Regions from separate parts of the Ovis aries genome. Here region 2 is linked to region 1. The links are chromatin contacts, called in public Hi-C maps. All regions are on one chromosome and are shown on one strand. The core of a region is the stretch at or near the end of the contact, and the rest is flanking DNA. Distances in the headings are between cores, read along the strand shown. Region 1 overlaps LOC121817813 (a long non-coding RNA gene). Region 2 holds the start of XYLT1 (xylosyltransferase 1).

Region 1 (6,995 bases), core at 693-3,192:
AAGAAGTAGTGAAATAAAGCTAAGTTGTAAGCCACTGAGATTTGTGGGTTGCTTTTGCATAGCATAACCTAGTAAAAGCTTACTGATACAGGAGGTGAAAGGGGTCATTAACCAAAGAACCGATAACTATTTTAATAGAGGCCTGGGTCGGGAAGATCCCCTGGAGGAGGGCATGACAACCCATTCCAGTATTCTTGCCTGGAGAATCCCATGGACAGAGGAGCCTGCTGGGCTACAATCCATAGGGTTGCAAAGAGTTGGACCCAACTGAATCGACTTAGCACACACACACACAAGAATAGTTTCTCTTGCTAAACTTAAACTTACTTCTATGGAATATTGCTTCTGTTCTTACCTCTGATTCAGGAGTTTGGTAGCCCAGTGGATCTGATTTTTCAGGCTGACCACATGTGCATGTGAATTGTGTGTGGTGAAGCTTCCCAGACTGAGCTCATGATCAAGCTGGACACTTGATCCTGCTTAAAGCCAGCATGGAGTCCGACGTTAGGATCTGTGTTTCCCAAAGTGATTATACATAGTCAGATGTTCATTATTCACAGACTGACTATTCTACCTCTTTCCTTCTCTTAATATACATCTAGATCATCTCATGTGCGTGAGCTCTATTCTTTAATCGTGAGAGCAAGAAGCTAAGCTGCTGCTGCTGCTAAGTCACTTCAGTCATGTCCGACTCTGTGTGACCCCATAGACGGCAGCCCACCAGGCTCTCCCATTCCTGGGATTCTCCAGGCAAGAACACTGGAGTGGGTTGCCATTTCCTTCTCCAAAGCATGAAAGTGAAAAGTGAAAGTGAAGTCGCTCAGTCATGCCCGACTCTTAGGGACCCCATGGACTGCAGCCTACTGGGCTCCTCCATCCATGGAACTTTCCAGCAAGAGTACTGGAGTGGGGTGCCATTACCTTCTCTGAAGAAGCTAAGGGGGAAGCCCAAAGCCACTTCTCTGCCTTCTGGCTCATCACTTTGGCAAAAGGGAGCCACCAGTACCTGCCAGGCACTATCTAGATGCTTAATAGATATGATTTAGTTTAATCTTTATGGAAATCCATGAGATAAGTGGATTTTAAAGATGATAAAACACTCCCATTTTAAAGATGATAAAACAGAGGCTGAGACATTAAACCACTTGCCCAGAATCACGCAACCAGTGGTAGAATTGGAATACAAAATTGGACATTTGTCTATATTTTTCGTTGCTTCAGTCAGTACCCAAAGAACCCCAAACTCATTTAAATGGGAGATGAAGTCAAATGATATGAGCACAGTATATATGTGCCAGGAAGAAGTTGCGCTGGAGAGCTTCTATAACAATGTAATGGAAAATCTTGAAGCTAAGAGGCATGCTCACAATCCTGAGACCACAGGGAGAAGGAAAAAGATAAGCTGACTCTGAGGGCCAGTCTTTTTTGTTTTTTTTTTTTTTTTTGTCCACTGTATGTAAATTGACTCCTTAAGAGGATTTTGTAGAAAGTGGCAAGATTGGAGGGTGAGCAGACTCTGATTCTATTTGGGGAGATTCCTCTTTCCTTCAATACGAAAAGCAACAGCTTTTGTTTAAACCCCTAAACAAACTGTTTACTCTTATACCTCATGTGATACAAAACTGAGAAATGGGTAACAGTATACTCTGAATGGTAATATTGTCCTCAGCCAGTGCTATTAGTGATGCAATGGAGGGATTTAATTAATTACCACTGACATATGTTTGTGCTAATTTATAAGACTGGTTAGCTTGCACATTGCATTTGAACTCTTGCCTGCTGAGAGAGCTTCCTGAATATAAAGCGATTCCTAAATTGAAGCTAAAGAAAGATGGAAAGAAATGATCTCAGAATATTTTAAGTTTGGCAAGTCCTGGTGGGTGACTGCTCAGTGTTTCTTAACCAGGGGAGATTCTGTCCTCCACATCTATGGTTATCACAATGGAGATGGGGGTGCAAGGAGGGATGTTCCTGCCATCTAGTGGGCGGAGGCCAGGAATGCTGCTCCACATCCTACGGTGCTCTGGACAGGCCCCGCCACCGGAATGTCAGTAGAGTAAGGGTTGAGAAATCCTGACCTAGCTTATTACTTCTGCTTTAACCAACACCGAGAGAGGGAAGGGGGCTGACATGGGGTCACACAGCAATGTGGTGGTAGAATTGGGCAGCAGAATGATCTGCAGGCTTGTTAGAAGCAGGCTCTTGAGTCCAAATGTGTGTGGCTCCCAATCATAGGTTTGCCTCTCACTAACTTGGAAAACTTGGACAAGCTACTTAGCTGTGCCTCAGTTACCTTGTCCAGAAAATAGGAAAGGAACCACCAGTAGGCTTTCGAGGGTAATGCAAAGGAGATAAAACAGGTATAGACTTGGCACAGAAAGTGTGTTCTGTTTGTTGTTAGAATTCTGTACTTCTTATCAGCAAGATTCATGGTAAGGTGAGACCCATTCTTGTAATGATTACTAATACAAGACAAGAAACTTCCACGCAAACCTTGTTAGCTCCTTTTCTGTCCAGTGGTGAGAGGGCTGCAAGAAGACTGGAGTGGGTTGCCATTTCCTCCTCCAAGGGATCTTCGCAAGCCAGGGACTGAACTACATCTCCTGTGTCTCCTGCACTGCAGGTAGATTCTTTACCTGCTGAGTCATTGTGGAAAGCCTAGATGTGTGCAACAGCTTGAAAACATTTTTCTTCTCTAGTTTGATGGCCTCAGCACTCCCACTCTCTTTTGTAAAGTGGTGGAGAGTGTAGTGGGCTGACTGATGCCCCTTCACCCACCCAAAGATACCCAAGTCCTAATTCCTTGATCCCGGGAATGTTCCTTTATTTAGCAGGAGGAGCTCTTTAGCTCTGGTAAGGATCTTGCTGGGGATGGCGTGACCCTGGATTATCTGGGTGGGCCCTAAATGTAATCATATGGAAGGGTGGCAAGGAGGTCAGTGGAGGAACAGGTGGGATGATGATGGAAGCAGACGGAGAAAACACCATATGATGCAGGGCCATGAGCCAAGGATTGAGGAAGCTTCTAGAAGCTGAAAACGGCAAGGAAACAGACTCTTCCTTGGCACCAACAGAAGAAATGAACTCTGTCGACACCTCATCTTTAGCCTCAGGACTCGATTCAGAGGTCTGACCTCCAGAACAATAGAGAGTTCATTTGTTTGAGGCCACTCAGAGTGTGGCCACCTATTACAGAAGCAACAGATACAGAGGGTTGTTACAGGGAGCGGGGCACAGCTGAGACCCCTTCTGGGGAGAAAGGGATTGACACACTGACCCCTGAGTACCTGAGGGTCAAGATTATGGGATATCGCTGCTGACTCGTGTGTTGTTTTTTTAAAAGTATTTTATTTATTTCGCGGTGGTGCACAGACTCTCTAGTTGTGGCTCGCAGGCTCAGTAGTTGTAAGGTGGGCTTTAGTTGCTCCACGGCGTGTGTGATCTTAGTTCTCTGATCAGGGATCGAACCCCCATGTCCCCTGCATTTGGAAGGCAGATTCTTAACCGCTGGACCACCAGGGAAATCCTAACTCATGTGGTCCTGCCTGATGTCATCACAAATCCCGAGGGATGCCCTGGGGGTGGGCAGTTGGGAGACTCACCGCAGAGAGGGAGAAGCTTGGCTGGGGAGGGGGCTGAGACCAGGTTGTCATGGGGGGCAGGTTGGTTCCGGGTGAGTGTGAGGCCGTGACTGAGACCTTTTTAGAACCAGATGTCCTGACACTGCAGGGGTGAGTTAGAAACCAAGGGCTTGATCATGAAAAACTTGGAACAGGTGTCCTAACAGGGGTGTGATGACTGTAAATGGTGGACTTGAGAAACCCTGGTCTGGGATGGTTGGGGTGAACGACCAGCGGAAGTGTGGGGTGGACTTGCAATGGCCATACTTAAACAGCGTCGCCATGAGGACAGGAGCTGCCGTGAGACAGGGAGAAAATGGAATCACACGTGATTCCCAGTAAATTATCGGGTGAAGCTGAGGCTGACAGCAAATTCTCTTGCCTCAAATGCATAGTTAGGCTGGACAACGCATCATAAAAACACGAGGATACCCACTCAAACTTAACAGCCCAAGAGGAAACTCACCAGGGGCCAGAAACGAAGACAGGGATGAAAGTAAGGGCAGTGCTCGGGGAGTGGGTACTGAGACCTGCTTACAGGCGATGAGGACTGGGCCTGGGGGTTGAACCAGAATAGAAGAGGTGAACTGAGGCTGCTGGAAAGCTGGGAAAATGCTACCTGAAGGTAAGACCAGCGGTGCTCCTTGGAGTAGCACTGCCCCTTGGCCCTTGGGGGACATTTGGAGGACTTGGGGAGCATTTTTTGTTATCATGATGACGATGGAAGGGTCCTAGTCATATTCGGTAGGCAGAGTCCAGGAAACGAGACCGCCAGCGATGCCTGGGGCCATCCTGCCATCCTGCTCAATGTTCAGCAATTTGTAAAGGTGAAAAATCCATTTATTACTATCTAAGTCTATTGCTAAAAGAAGTCTTTTAAATTTAAACATGGTATTTTTTGCACTTTTAATATATATCAAATTTTCCAGAAAGTTAAACTCCCTAAAGATACTGTGAAAATCAAGGCAAGTGTGTATTCTATACGTTCAGAACCGTAGTAAGAGTTATTCACCACCTCAGAAAATCATGTTACCACTAGCCACACTGCTCGTGAATTTGAATCACCAAATCCAAGCCCCCTGACACCTGGGTTTGCAGTTGCCACAGTCGTGGTGCTGGTGTGTGCAGGTTTACGTGAGTTGTTTTAGTCGTGTCTGGCTCTTTGCGACCCTATGGACTGTAGCCCCCAGGCTCCTCTGGCCATGGGATTCTCCAGGCAAGAATACTGGAGTGGGTTGTCATCTCCTTCTCCAGGGAGTCTTCCTGACCCAGGGATTGAGCCTGTGTCTCTTATGTCTCATGCATTGGCAGGTGGGTTCTTTACCACTAACGCCACCGGGGAAGCCCATGTAGGTTTACACATTTCATTATTTCCCTAAGCTTTCTAATTGTAATCATGCCTGAGTAGTTACATATTGAAATACAGAGTCTAATAGATTATTTTTATGTAATGTGACATTTTTAATAGTTATGAGTAGAGATAGGCTCTATCACGTGTGGGTTTCATTTGGGGACAGTAAGGAGTCCATTAATATTACTTATTATAACAAAGGCCTTTGGGTTAGATAAAACTGGCAGTCCTTGGTCCAGAGTCTCAAAGCACTGTCCTATCCATTATGAAGGAAATGGATAGATTCTGTCAACCAGACACAGGAGGAAAGAAGGCAGTTGTCTATCGTCTGTCTGAATCCTTTAGATGAAATCCTCAAACACGAGAAAGTCAAGCCTGCAGTCACAGACGCTCCGGCAGCTGGAGGAACTGCAGGCTGGGTAAGAACAGACTCGAATGACATTGAAAAATCTTGGTGGGCAAGCTGTGGCCAGAGAGGAGGTGGGAGACAGGAGGACCTCAGGGCGCCATGCCCCTCTGGCCTTCTGGAAGGGTTCGTGAAACAGGGCACTGTCTCTCAGTAACATAGTTGCCAGCCCCAGAGTTCTGTGACAATCAACAGTGTCAAAGGCTCAGTAGAAAGGCACAGAAATCAGTAACTCATAAATTCTCACCCTGGGCATGCAAAAGAGGTTCTGGTCATAAATTCACTTCCTAGCAGGTGGGCTGGTAGCTTGACTCTCTAAATGTCATTTATTCATCTGAAAAACAACCATGAGAATTATAGCTTTGTAAAGATGATTTGAAGAACTGACTCATCAGAAAAGACCCTGATGCTGGGAAAGATTGAGGGCAGGAGGAGAAGGGGGTGACAGAGGATGAGATGTTTGGATGGCATCACCGACTTAATGGACATGAGTTTGAGCAAGCTCTGGGAGATAGTGAAGGATGGGGAAGCCTGGCACGCTGCAGTCCATGGGGTCGCAAAGAGTCGGACATAACTGAGCGACTGAACAACAACAAAGATAATGTAAAGCAGAGAGATTCTCAATGTGGGGACACTTTGCCCCCTAGGGGACACGTGGCAGAGTCTGGAGACATCTATGATTGCCATGGCAGTGGGGGTGGGGGTGGGGAGGGGATGGGATGCTCCTGAGACCTGATGATTGGAGACCAGAGATATTGCTCAGCTTCCTAGTGCACAGGACCGGTCCCCAGCAAAGAAATATTTGGCCCTGATGTCAGTAGGGCTGCAGTTGAGAAAGCCTTGTTATGAAAAGAGCAAATGTTATGAGATCATGCTTGCAAAGAGCTGGCCTGACTCCTGGCTCATGGAAGGGGCTCAGGAATTAGAACCTTTTTTTCTGGAGTGTCGCCATCTACAGGTGGCTGTTTCCAGACCTGGGGCATGAGCTGAGGCTTGGGAAGGAAGGAAACAACACTCTCACGTTGCTTTTCCCGCCACTGTGGTTATGACTATTGCTAGTGACTGGTGTTTGCTGAGATCCTCCAGAGCCTTGTTTCCGGTGCTTGCCGTGTAATAACTGACAACAACTCCACAAAGGACCTGCAGTCGACCTTATTATTACCTCTGCTTCACAGAGAAGGAAACCAAGCTCCTGCCTCTGTCTGTTCAGGCTGTTGTAACAGGGAGGAAGCTCCCTGGGGTTATTGTATGTTCAGTGTGCTCAGCCTCTCAGTCGTGTCCAACTCTGCGGCCCCATGGACTGTAGCCCACCAGGCTTCTCTGTCCATGGAATTTCCCAAACAAGAATACTGGAGTGGGGTGCCGTTTCTTACTCCAGGGCATCATCGAACCCACATCTCCTCCGTTTCCTGTATTGTCAGGTGGATTCTTTACCATAGCACCCCCTGGAAAGGCCTGGGGTCCTTATTATAAGGACATTAATCTTATTCATGGGGGCTCCATGCTCATAACACAATCACCTCCCAAAGGCCTCACCTCCTGATGCCATCACCTTAGAGGTTAGGTGTCACCTTATGAATTTTGGGGGGACACAAATATTCATTCCCTAACAGTACCT
Region 2 (7,056 bases), core at 2,895-5,394, 140 kb before region 1:
TCTGGAAGGTTAAAATAAAAAGGGTTGATGAACTAGAGAGAATGCCTAAAGTGTAAAAAGACTGGAAGGAAAGTGAGTGTAAATATTACATATATGTGCATATAATAATTTCTACCTTTATTTGTCTATTTTATTTAACATTTTTCAGGATATGATTAAGCAGATGGCAGCATTTGCATCAAGATAAATATTGTTCAGTGATGCATATTTCTGTATACAAAGTGTAATGCACTGCTCAAGCAAAAGAAAACTCCATTGAGAGAGTGAGAAAAACGAACCATCAATAAACTGCCCTCTGTTCTCCCTGGTCTCAAAACATTTGGATAGAAAGAAAAGCTACGCCTCTGAGGCTGTTGGAACCAGAGGCGATCTGGATATAGTGAACCAATTTTTCAAAGTCACTGCCAATGTCTGAAAAAGTCCTGAGTTATCTGAGTAATGTGAAGTATGAGGAATTTCTGCCGAAAAATCAACATTTCAAAGGGGTCAGACAACACAGAAAGACCATTCTACTTTAAGTGTATGGACGTGTGTGTGCCTGTGTGTGTGTGTGTGTGTGTCAGGACAATAAAAAAGTAGGTTTCTTAAATGAAACTTACTGAGTAGTAGTTTATCTAAGGACTCAAGCAATAATGTGAGGACTTCAGAGGATCACTGGAGGCAAGGGGAAAGAAAATAAACATTCATTACATTAACACACAGCTTCTTTCATTCTCCCCCAAATTGATTCAGAACCTGTAGTGTGATCTTTCTGACACTGCCCTCGACGTTTTCCCTCCCTTTATAAGTGAGCCCATCTGTTTCTTACATTCTGAGATGACAGTAAAACCCAGAGTGTACTGGAGACCCGGTGAAGGAAAGAGTGCCACAGCCAGGGAACTCAGCTGTCATCCGCCCAACAACTCTAATCTGTAAGAGCTTTGGGAGAGGCTGAGAGGCAAAGCCTGCAAATCTTTCAGGGAAATGCCCGTCTCGCCACCATCCGCAAGCTCTCTGGCTCTGTCTGCTTGAGAAACTGGGTGTTTCTTCTTGGCTTCTCAAAATGCACCAAAATGACAATCAGGCCCTTCTCCAAACAGAAAAAGTACAAATGCAGAAGCTCTGGAAAGGTGAGCACAAGGAAGCAGCGAAGTCTGGTTTAGAAAATAACCTGAACACAGTGTCGGCTTGACACTCTTTGAGACATACCCACCACCACCACCACCACCAGTGCTGAGTCTCTCTGCACCCAAAAGCACAACTGCCCACCCCACCCTCTTCAGAGCACAGAGCTGAAACATCATCTCCCGAGCATGCGCCTCACCAGCTCTGTAAAGTCATGGGGATTTTTTTTAAGTCTCACTCCCCAATCTCCCTCCGAGGCATCATGCACCAGCAGCCTCCGCGGGGTCTGCAAGCAGACCGCACGTTCTGAGGGCCTCAGCGGCCTGCCCAAACGGCCTGGTCCTTTCCTCCTAGGCTGCAATCTAAGCTCAGGCAAAGCCGGACTTTGGGAACAGCCTGCCCCCTTCTGGTCTCCTTGAGCTCCGTGGAAGGGCAGGGGCTGGGTGGGCACAGCTACAGGAGGATGGGCCCCCCCGCTCCACCCTGCAGGTCTGCGCTGTGATTACAGGATCTGATAGGGCACGGGGGTAGACATCATCGGGGAAGGGAACAGCAAGGACACGGACGAACAGACTAAATATCCAGTACAAATCCAGGCGAGACGGCAGTGAACAACTGCATGGTAGACAGCCACAAACAAGGGGGGAGGACAGAAAAAAGGGGGACAACAAATACAGGTGTGTCTATATCGGAATGAACTGAGACCCTGGGAGGTGTGTGCAGGGGGACAGTCACTGAACTTGCAGATGAGAGCAGAGTTGCAGAAAAGCAAAGCACCTCAGCTGCTGGAACCGGCATCCCAACAGGAACAGAAGAGGAAAAGAGGCATGCTCCTTCCTACCTTCCCAACTGCTAACCTCAGCGCCGCCCAGCTGGAGGATGAGAGAGGAGGACACAGAACTGAACACCCAGAGAGCAGGTGTGGATGTAGGACCCCAAATGTCAGAGACCCAGGGAGGAATCAGCCAACCAGGCTTGCTTCCCTCCCTCTACTTGTTTCAACAGGTGGTATGTGCATGGGGAAAAGCGCCTCCTGAAGTGCATCTGGACCCCAGATGCAAAGGATACAGTTAGCCCCACACTTCCATGGCTATCCTACATGTTCCCACACTGGGCTAGCAGTGCCTGTCCTGAACCTCCTCTCACCCCACCTCCCCGTAGGGCTCCGACTCCAGAAAGAACTTCTAATTGCATTTCTGCCCAAACACATCACTATCCACTCCTGGAGTTCAAAGGCAGTGTCTGAGAGTACCCTTTGCTACAAATAAGAGGCATTCTGAACATTCTGGTTCCCCACCGGGACTCTCACTCCATCCTCCTCCCCCGGAATGAGGAAAAGACTTCTCCCTGCTACCCACACAGACCAGCCAGCAACGTGAAATGCCATCGCATCACGCCTTGGGCTGGCTCAGCCCACAGACACAAAGAACTGCACTCTGGCAAAGAAGGTTGCCTCTCTGCCTCCAAAGTTTGGCAGATCAAAGGGTATCATGCTGTGTCTGAAGGCAGCCTTCAGTGAAGGCTCCCAAAGCGACAGGTGACAGAGACATGCATTCAGTGCCTAAGAGCCTGAAATTACCCCCTGGTGTCTAATGTCCCCGAGGGTTGGGAGAAGCTCCGTGGGTAAGCGGCAGGGATGAAGATACAGACACATCACGAAGATACAGACACATCCGTAAGCTTGAAGACAGACACGCCCACAGGGTGCCGAGACCCTGGCTCAAAGTTGGGGACTCTGACCTCTCCTGTGTGCTCTGAGTTCAGAGGGCTAAGCAAGGTGGGCCAAAGAAGGTGCAAAAGGCTTCCCAGGAGAGGTCGGGGGCAGGGTAGAAGACACCCAGATGGCCCCAGAAGATCTGCGGAAGGAACAGTTTCAGAGCCTGGATTGTTCACACCCAAGGAGGGCAAAGTAAACCCACAGAAGCCTAAGTTGAGGTGCTGTGATCTGATACACAGCTGGCGACAGGAATGAGCCACACACGAAGACAGAGAGCTGGACACAAACGCCTAGGAGAAGGGGCCATGCCCTGATACTGGAGACAGGGCACCAGGAGAGAGCAAGGTTAGACATGGACAAGGGAGAAAGGAGTCTCAGGCATCCAGGGACGCAAAACAGGAGACTCAAAGTAAGACCGGGCACTGGAGACAGAGTCTTGACTCCGGGGCACGGGTGAGGACCTGGGACACTGATCCCAGACCCCTCTCAGGCCAGGCAAAGACAACGAGGCAGCAGACGGAGGACTGAGTGGTGTGCACCCAGCTGGGCAAAAACCAGAGATGCGCTGAGCACCACCGCCGGAACAGCGGCTGCGGATCCCGGCACGGTCTAGGCGCTTAGACCCGGGGCGAGGCAACAACACCCACAAGCACAGAGCAAGTCGGGGCGCCCAGCTAGAGTGACGGGGACAGGCACCCAGCCAGGCTCCGGTAACCCCCCAAAGCGCCTCCTCTGGAGATAACTTCCCCAGACCCCCAGGGGGCAGTCCTCAGACTAGGGATGGGGCAGGGACCCAGCCCCGGCTTCCAGGGGAAAGAGATGTGGAGTCAGCAGGCTTGGGGAGTCCCGATCTGAGGAGCGGGGTTCAAGGGCTGGGGGGCGGGGAGCGTGGGGTCCGGCCGCCAGCCCTCCGGTTTCCCTCCCTCCATCGCTCCCTCCAGGACGCGAGCCGAAAGGGCATCTTACCAGCGCCCGCGCGGCCAGTGACCCTCGGCTGGCCGGCTGCTGCGCGCGGGGTGCTCCGGGGCCGCCTCCCCGCGCGCGCGCCGGGGGCCCCCGTCCTCCGCCGCCGCCGCCACCGTCTCCTCCTCGGGCTGCAGCCGGCTCGGCGGGCAGGTCCCGGCGCTCGCGGCGCGGGGCCGGGGCCGGGGGCGGCTGCTCCGCACCGCCGGCCGCTGCGCCCCCGCGGCGCTCCCCTGCCCCGGAGTCGAGGCTGCTGAAATTCCACACGACCAGCGTCTGCAGCAGCAGCACGGTGAGCGCCGCGAGCAGCGCCGAGTGCGAGCGCCGGGCCAGCCTCCGGGCGCACGGCGCCGCCACCATCTTCGGAGCGCGGCGGGCGAGCGGGGCGCGGGGACCCGGGGCGCTCCGGGCCGCCCCCGCGCTCCCCGCGGCTCCCGCGGCCGCCGCCGCCGCCGCCTGGGCTCCCGCTCGGGCCGCCGCCGCCGCCTCGGCTCGCCGCTGCTCCTCCTCCGCCGCCGCCGCCGCCGCTGCCGCCGCCGCCGCCTCCACCGCCGCGGCGCGGAGTTTTCAGACGGGCAGGGACCCGGACGTCACCAGGAGGAGGGGAAGGCGGGGAGGCGGGGAGCCGGAGGCCGCGGAGGGGGGCGGCGGGTGCGCGCGCTCGGGCGGGGCGCGCGGGGAGGGCGGGGGCCTCGGCCGCGGGGCTCGCCCGCCCCGCAGCCCCTGCCCCGGGCCCGGGGGCGCGGGGGCTGGGGGCGCGGGGCCGGGGGCGACCTGGGCCTGGGCGGAGAGGGGCGGGCCTGGGGGCGGGGCGAGGGAGGGAAAAGCAGGAGGGAGAGGAAGGGGGCGGCGGCGAGCAGAGAGGGCCCCGGGTCCCGCGGACCCCGGCGGGAGAGGGTGGGGGGAAGGGGGACAGCCCCCGCCCGCTGCCGAGGAGACGAGGCCGGAGGCATGAAAGGAAGAGGGAGCCTGGGGTGAGGGCGGGCCCGCTCAGAATCTAGGGGAGGTCGGGAGGCTCGGGGGTCCTGAGATCCAGCCTTCCATGTGGGAAGCAAGCACGAAACAGCTGAGTGGAGCGAGCTCCCCGCCCGGAGTTTGCGGTCCAGGCGTCTTCTCTGGGCAGAGACGGCTTGGCAGGTGGAGACGCGAAAAACGTGTCAGGAGTGTCTGAGCCAGGGAAGGGGCTCACGCGGCCGATCCCTGGATCCCTAGCTTGAAGGGGAGGGGAGGAGGCTACACCGGAGTGTGCGTGACTCCTGAATCACACCCCGTCCCCTAGTGCCAAAGATGTGCTAAGTGCTTCACTGAGTCACTCCTCTGATCCTTAAGGACCAACAAGCCAGGAGACTTCCAAGCCCAGCTGGCAAACAAGTGCTTTCCTGGGGAGAGAGTGACTCCATGGAGTTCCTCAACCCTTAGGCTGCAAGCCCCAAAGGCTGGTCCCTGCCTTCCACCAGGTCCTTCTCATCCACCCTGAAGCTCGCCTTCCTGACTGCCCAAGGCTCACCTCCTGAGAGAACAAGTGGGTCTTACCTCGCAAAGTCAAGTTCTTTCCCATCAAGGCTGAACTGTCCCGGTGACCTTGAGCCAAGAACTCCTCCCTGGGCCTGAGCGTCCTCCTCTGTCAATGAGGGTTTAGGCTCACAGATCCCAGTGGACTCAAGTTTCATCATCAGCCATCTCTGACTCAGTCTTTCCAGTCTTTCCCTCCGGTGTCCTCTTGCCCAGCAGCCCTGAGCACGTGGTGAGTTCATAGTAGGAGTGGGTGTCCCAGATAAGACTCAGCACTATCCAAAAACCATAGCAGATCAAACCCCCAGCTTGTGAACTGGGGACTCAGGGTGAAGGCTTTGCATCTTATCCACTGTGTTCTTCGACCTGATCCTAACTTTAAAGGGAAGAAAGTGAAAGAATAATGAGAAGGAGGCAGGGGAGAGATTTGTTTCACTTGCTCAACCACAGTCTGTGAACATCAAGGCAAAGTGCAGGAATCCAAAGGTGAGCGAGGCTTAACGTCCCCTTCCGCAAGCCTGGAGTCTCGAGGAGCCAGTTGTGCATGTTGGTCACTAACTAACAGTGAGGTCAGTGTTGCTTTGGAGACGTGCACAAAGTGCTCTGGGTTCATGAGCATGCAGTGGGGGTGGCCACTGAGAAGGTGCTTTCTGGATCCATGTAACAAGCAAACCCATTTCCCTGAACTGGCAGTGTAAAATGCCAACTAGGGAGATCTAAACTCCAGACAAGGCTCAGCTTTCAGACTATCCAAGCCTGGCTGGGCATGTGGCCAAGCATAGAGGCCGCCCCCCTTGGGCTCAGCCCATCTAACCAGGAGTGAGATAGAACGGAGGCAAGCTTCTATAGTCACACAAGTCTTGGCCATCTATTTATCACCTGGGACTATTTTGGTTACAAGTAATACAACATTTATTATGTCTTTAAAAATAGAGTTTACTGCATCATATAACCAAATGTTCCAGAGAAAAGGCATCAGGTGAGGTTTGATCCAGCAACTCAGAACTATGTCCTGGGACTGCTTTTCTTTCCGTCTCTCCTCTCTGCCTTTCATGAGGCCAGCTTCATCCTGAGTTTCTCTCTTCGTGTCACAGCCTGGCATCAGTCGCTCAGACTAATTGTATCTTTTGTTCATTTCTAGCCCAAGAGAAGGAAGGTCAGGATTTCCCAGCATTCTCCTCAAACGTCCAGATATTCTTTCTGATTGAGCCAGCTTCGGGTCACAGGTCACCCCTAAACCAAGCACTGTGGCCAGAAAGATAGAATGTGCTCATCAGCTTGGCCAAGGTCCCATACACCTCCTCTGGCACTGGGGCAAAGCCAGCTTCCCTCCAACCACCCTGTAGAATCTATAGGGATCAAGGTCTTACGGGAAGGTGGGAATAGGTGCAGGGAAGGTTGCTTCTACTCTATGAAGTCACTGTGATGCTTACCTGACTTGGACAGGCCACTCCTTTCCCAGGACTTCAGTTTCTTTAAAGCCAAGTGAAGAATTCAATGAGATGGTCCCCAAGATCATCATGTCATGTCCCCAGAACTCCTGCTTAGTGTCTAAAGAGAGCTTCCCAACCCAGCCGGGACTGCCCTGGAGACACTTGACATCCCTGCCCTCTAGCCCATCTTTGCTTCAGTGGTTCTGCTGCGTTTCTCCTCTAGGCAGCAGTGATGTTATCTGCTTCCTCCACGTGGCACAGTTTAACCAAAGGACTGTTTAACCACAGTCCTTTGGGGCCCACACTCTTGTTCAGCTCCCTCGAGAG

The links. Hi-C and Micro-C count contacts between places; a contact is called where the count stands out from the background.
Region 2: a Hi-C map of tail adipose tissue shows a contact between it and region 1, with 5 times the contacts expected there. The contact joins the promoter of XYLT1 here to the enhancer-like site in region 1. A contact is called at or near these places in 5 of 16 Hi-C or Micro-C datasets (blood, hypothalamus, liver and 2 more).

The regions. Positions count from the first base shown.
Region 1 is chr24:15,883,643-15,890,637 of ARS-UI_Ramb_v3.0, reverse strand. It overlaps LOC121817813 (a long non-coding RNA gene), which reads left to right. Exons shown (of 2, transcript XR_006057865.2): 2 at 1-34. It also overlaps the pseudogene LOC105604858. Among named protein-coding and RNA genes, the nearest start is that of XYLT1, 140 kb to the left of the region's middle. Within about 2 kb of position 1,942, at least 1 of the 54 cell types and tissues checked has an H3K27ac peak or open chromatin away from gene starts, as enhancers often do.
Region 2 is chr24:16,025,711-16,032,766 of ARS-UI_Ramb_v3.0, reverse strand. It overlaps XYLT1 (xylosyltransferase 1), which reads right to left and starts at 4,144. Exons shown (of 12, transcript XM_027961195.3): 1 at 3,788-4,144. The coding sequence starts at 4,144.